2 separate regions of the Pan troglodytes genome follow, and region 2 is linked to region 1. The links are chromatin contacts, called in public Hi-C maps. All regions are on one chromosome and are shown on one strand. The core of a region is the stretch at or near the end of the contact, and the rest is flanking DNA. Distances in the headings are between cores, read along the strand shown.

Region 1 (2,700 bases), core at 147-2,646:
TGATCTGCCCACCTCGGCCTCCCAAAGTGCTGGGATTACAGGCGTAAGCCACTGTGCCCAGCCTACATTTTATTTTTCGATTGACTCCCGTGATCAGAGTCAACTTCCCATGTTATTTTATGTGAATATGTATCAATGAACTATTAGAAATTGCAATGTTTTTGTAGGTCAAAACAATTCAATATTGACAATTTTATATGATTCAGCCTAATACATCATTTTTTCCATCAGCCATATTGCATGTTATTGTTTATATATACGTTTATTTATTTAGCCTATCTGTTCTCTGTGAGGAACATTACACAGTTTCTGAGATTTTGTTACGATAGAAGTCAGCATTGATAAGCCTCTGCGCACCTGTTTTAATGTAGGATCATTGGGAACTGAGCAGTAGCTTACAGGGCTTGGGAGGGGATTTAACCATTTAGTCAACCTCCACTCACATCACCCTCCCTTCTTCGATAATGGGCAATTGAGAAAGGGCAAATGTGTGTAAAAACTATGCAGATGCAGTTTCAGGATTATTTTCTTCTTTTCTGCAGTGTCTTTTCCCAAGCTACATCAGCGTCTAAATTTTGGAGTTACTGATGCTTCCGTTATTTCTGCAGATAGAATATTATGTCGTAAATAATGTTTACTTGTCCATTAGTATTATATAAAAGTGCCTGTTTCTCCCCACTCCAGCTATCATTGATTATTGGTAAAAATTTTAATGTATCCAATTCTAATAGGCAAAGAAAGGCTCTCCTACTTAGATCTTAGGTGGGGGTCTAAGTTCATATTTTTGTTTTACAAAAATTGAATAGCCAGTGTTTTTGAGTTGAATGATCTATCCATTCCGTATAGGAGAGTTTAATTATATTGTGATTTTGGGGGAGATAATTTTCACAATTTACCCCCTCAAAATGTAGAAAGTAGAAAAAGGGTAGAAAAATCGCACCAAATTTGAACAATGTAACATGCTCTTAGAGTTAGGGATATTTTCTTCTGGAAGGATTTCAAGTCTGGCATATTTGCATTGATTGTGGTTATGGCGCATTTAACTTTTCCAAACCAGCTTTTTTGTACCGCACGTAGGAAGACCTGAGAGTGAGTGTAAATTAGGATTGTTTGGCCAGTGGTGTGTGCAAAAATTTATTGTAGAACCAAGAATTATTTCTTTAGTATTTTACACATTTTAAAAAACAGGTAGACATGTCCATTGATCCCAGGTTGCTTATGGTTTCTAGAGGCCCCCTCTCAATGCAACAGTGCTGTGGGGCCCTGGGGGTCCAGTAGCCCCCTCCCCCCAGGTCATTCCGGTGAGGGAGGGAGCTGGGACCCCTGCACTGCGGCAAACAAGCACGCCTGCGCGGCCGCAGAGGCAGGCTGGCGCGCATGCTCAGGCGGGGATGTGTGCGAAGCCTGCCGCTGCTGCAGCGAGTCTGGCGCAGAGTGGAGCGGCCGCCGGAGATGCCTGACGCATCTGTCTGAGGAGCGGTCAGTGACGCGATGGAGCGGGCAAGGTCAGCTGTGCCGGTGGCTTCTCTCAAGAGACAGCCTGGGGAGCGGCCACTTTTATTCATCAGATATTCCAAGTTTTCAGGACTTGGAGTACTAAATAAGCGGAATTTGGGCCCTAAAGTCCTTTGTTCTGGAGAACCAGATCCGGAATGTTCAGAGGCTTGCTGTTGTGCCGTTCTGCCCCGATGGTATCCTGTCCGCTTGCATTGGGGCGCGTCACCCATCCGCCCCCAACTGTGGTGTCGCGACAGGTCCTATTGCGGGTGTCTGCGGTGGGAAGGGCGGTGGTGACTGGGAGCATGCGGGGTAACCGCAGTGGACAAGGGACATGGGTGGAGGTGGGTACATCAGGGTGATTGCAGTTCCGTGTGGCGAGGGTACGTGGGGGGACCAGTGCATAGGGATTTTAGGCGGAGGTAGGTATATTGGAGTGACTGTGGCGGGGCGAAGGTACGTGAAGTGATCGGTATTTAGGGGGTGTTGAGCGCAGGTAGGTGTATAATAGTGACCACTGCGTGGTGGAGCAGGGTACGTGGGGCGACTGGGGGGGGGAATTCGTCGCAGTGACCGAGGCGAGGAGGCTATGGCAGTGGACCAGGGGGATGAGTCGGTGTGACAGTGGTGGGGGTTGTGTTGGTGGTCGCGGCGCGGGGAGAGTCCGTAGGAAGTGGCTGGGAGGTAGGGGGAAGGCGGCGGCAGTGGGTATTGGCGGCGGTGGGCATTGGCAGCGGGTAGGCATGGCGGTGGTGGGCTTTGGCGGCGGTAGGCATGGCGGCGGTGGGCATGGCATGGAGGCGGTGGGCATGGCATGGAGGCGGTGGGCATGGCATGGAGGCGGTGGGCATGGCGGCCGCGGGGCCTGTCGCTGTCTGGAGTGACTAAGGGACGCTGAATGATCGCTGTGGCGAGGAGGGGGCATCAGAAGGGGCAGTAGCACAGTCCGCAGCCTTTAATTTTCCTGCGACCTGCGATGGTCATCTGGTTTGCCTACTGTGGTGGTGGTGCTTTTTTATTAAAACTGCGCAACGCCTACACTGCCGCAGGGGCTGCAGAAATGCGTGGAATCCTTGCGTACCCTTTAGGAACCCTCGCTTTAGAGGCTATGGCATAAGAAGACAGGAATGATGTGCAGAACTTGCATTTACAGATCTTTTGACTGATAGGCCGGGTGATGCCTGGGGGTTACTTTTTTTTCAT
Region 2 (2,789 bases), core at 20-2,519, 180 kb before region 1:
CCATTAAATTTCTTTGGAACATGAGTCAAAAATCTACCAACCACATACGTGTAGGTCTATTTCTGGGTGCTAAGCTGTTTCATTTATCTAAATATATATCCTTACACCAAAGCACACTATCTGTACTAATACTGCATTATATTAAATTTTGAAATAGGTAAAGTGAGTACCCCAACATTGTTCCTCCTTTTCTTAATGTGTTTGGCTATTCTACTTTTACTTTCTAATACAAATTTTAGAATCTATTTGTCAATTTCTACAAAAAAAATCATAATGGGATGTTGATTGAGGATTTAGTGAATGCATAGATTAAAATGTAAGAATCGCTCTCTTAATATTGACCTTCCAATTCATGAAATTAGTGTATCGCTGTATTTATTTAGATCTTTTAAAACTAATCTCATCAGTGTTTCCTAATTCCCAGAGTACAATTTTTGCCAGATTTATCTCTAAGAATATCATTTTTATACTGCTGTAAATATATTTTAACTTCAATGCTCAATTTTTCATTATCGCTATAAGGGAAGACAGTTGATTTTCACCTATGCATTTTTGCAAACTAAGAAAATCTAGTGACAACCATGTGGTATATATATTGCTACATGTGAGGCATGGACAAATGAACAACAAACATACATTTCTCCTATATTTGAGACATCAGTCAAGCTGATATTCGAACATATAGGCAATAAAAATCAGATTAGAGAGGCTGCATAGTTATGTGGAAATCCACAAAATGCATGTGCATACAACACTAATTTAAATGGTCACTGCAGGTATCCTGCAGGAAGTAATTTAAGATTGAAAACATGAATAAGTAGCTGAAAAACGATGCAAATTTAAGCTGGGAAAGACAAAAGAATGATTAGTATTCATGTAGAAACCACGACATGTATACAAGTCAAAATATTTGAGGCATCACAAGAATAGCAATTTCAGAACACATGAAGGAAGTTACAAATCTATGTCAGGGCTAGATTTTTAAGAAATTATGTGGGGTTGAGGCTCAGCCCCTGCATTGGCAAAGAAAAAGTTATGGGTGATGAAAATAGACAACCTAAAGTCCTGGAAAAGAGTCCACACAAAATTTTAGTATTTTCAAGGTAGAAGCTTCTCTTGACTCAGTTGGACCTCCCTGTGAAAAATAGGAAATCAGAAAAGGAACTTTCCACCTAGAAAACGAATTTCAGTACCAAGCATAGATTGCTTTCACGCCTAAACCCCTCCTTACTTGCATTGCAGAAGTACCTGCTATACTGTAGTTTTTGGGCATGAGGGACCCCTGTGCTCACAGCGCCATCTAGCATCAACAGAAAGGGGGGCTGATGGCAGCTTTAATAAATTCAGGAGAGGAAAAAAAAAACACAAAACAAAACAGATGGCGGCCCAGCATCCAGGAACTGCTGTGTTCATTTGAGTAGGATTTTTCTTATATTCGTTTAAAAACTGAAACATAATTCATAATTGCTGCAGGGGTTAGGGGTGAAATGCAATTGGTAACCATTCCCAGTAAAGACTCAGGGAATCCTGGCCCAAGACCACATTTCCTGTCATTTAACGCAAGGGTTAAAAGGTCGAAGTGAATCCCATTACGCTAATTGATTTCATTTACAAACATGGATGTATAGGAGTGTGTTACTATGCACGGAATCATACTTCGGATGTGACTGTAAAACGAGTTCAGCTGATTTTGCACTGTCACATTAAACCCGGCACCGTGTGTTTCCATATACATCACGCTCCTCTTTGGTAGCACTACAGTTCATAAGATGAATGTAATTTCTTAGATTACAGCCTTAACTGGTTATTACTCTTTCAATGTTTTCTAATGTGATATAGATGTCGGACGTATTCGCTCAAGTATACGTGGCGGGGCCGGGGTCCCGACCGTCTGTCGGAGCGAGCTGTGCCGCAAAGCCCAGCTACTCCGATCTCACAGGGATGGTGGCAAGAAATGCGCCATTGTTCGGCGCAGCGAAACAGCCCGCAGTGCGCTGTGGGAAGGTCACATGACAGAGGGGGAAGACGGTGGCCGGCAGGAGCCGATCCACTGCGCGCCTGCGCGGCTCCGGTGGCGTGGATGACGCTGGTCTCCCGTCACCGTTTCCGTTTCCGGGCGAGTCTGTTCGGCTTATGGCGTCTGCTAGGAGTCTCCTATCTGGCGTTTGTGCCGCAGAAAACCTTTAACCTGCGTTTTACCCGTAAACATTTTCCTTTTTAGGCTTCCTATCATTGTTTTGGTTCTTGCTCCTGTATTAACTTTGTTTTTGGTTTTTTCTTTTTTTTTTTTTTCAAGACGGAGTCTCGCTCTGTCGCCCAGGCTGGAGTGCAGTGGTGCGATCTCGGCTCACTGCAAGCTCCGCCTCCCGCGTTCACGCTATTCTCCTACCTCAGCCTCCCGAGTAACTGGGACTACAGGCGCCCGACATCACGCCCGGCTAATTTTTTTAATTTTAATGGAGACGGAGTTTCACCATGTTAGCCAGGATGGTCTCGATCTGCTGACCTCGTGATCCGCTCGCCTCGGCCTCCCAAAGTACTGGGATTACAGGCGTGAGCCACCGCGCTCGGCCGTATTAACTTTGTTTTAACCTAAGTTTTGTTTCTTTTTCCCATAAAAATACCTTAGTGTTTATGCAACACTGTCTTTTCATAAACGTTGCACAGACCATGATTTTATACCCTTTCTTTTAAATATTAATTTTCATTTCTCTTTTTTCTGCATTCGTCTGAAAAATTGAATTATTTTTCAATAATTCTGAAATTACTGTCATTTTTTAAGGGATACT

What was found. Hi-C and Micro-C count contacts between places; a contact is called where the count stands out from the background.
Region 2: a Hi-C map of induced pluripotent stem cells shows a contact between it and region 1, with 2.8 times the contacts expected there. The contact joins the enhancer-like site here to the promoter of SNURF in region 1. A contact is called at or near these places in 1 of 7 Hi-C or Micro-C datasets (induced pluripotent stem cells) and 1 of 1 datasets of contacts at active chromatin or transcription factors (stem cell-derived excitatory neurons).

The regions. Positions count from the first base shown.
Region 1 is chr16:10,585,666-10,588,365 of NHGRI_mPanTro3-v2.0_pri, reverse strand. SNURF (SNRPN upstream open reading frame) reads left to right here and starts at 1,396. Exons shown (of 10, transcript NM_001110815.1): 1 at 1,396-1,505. The coding sequence starts at 1,492. It overlaps SNRPN (small nuclear ribonucleoprotein polypeptide N), which reads left to right and starts at 1,392. Exons shown (of 10, transcript NM_001256797.1): 1 at 1,392-1,505.
Region 2 is chr16:10,767,836-10,770,624 of NHGRI_mPanTro3-v2.0_pri, reverse strand. The region is part of intron 13 of LOC112205572 (serine/threonine-protein kinase Nek4-like); the gene reads left to right. Among named protein-coding and RNA genes, the nearest start is that of NPAP1, 97 kb to the left of the region's middle. Within about 2 kb of position 1,269, at least 12 of the 24 cell types and tissues checked have an H3K27ac peak or open chromatin away from gene starts, as enhancers often do. A contact at or near this core is called in induced pluripotent stem cells, where this site is marked.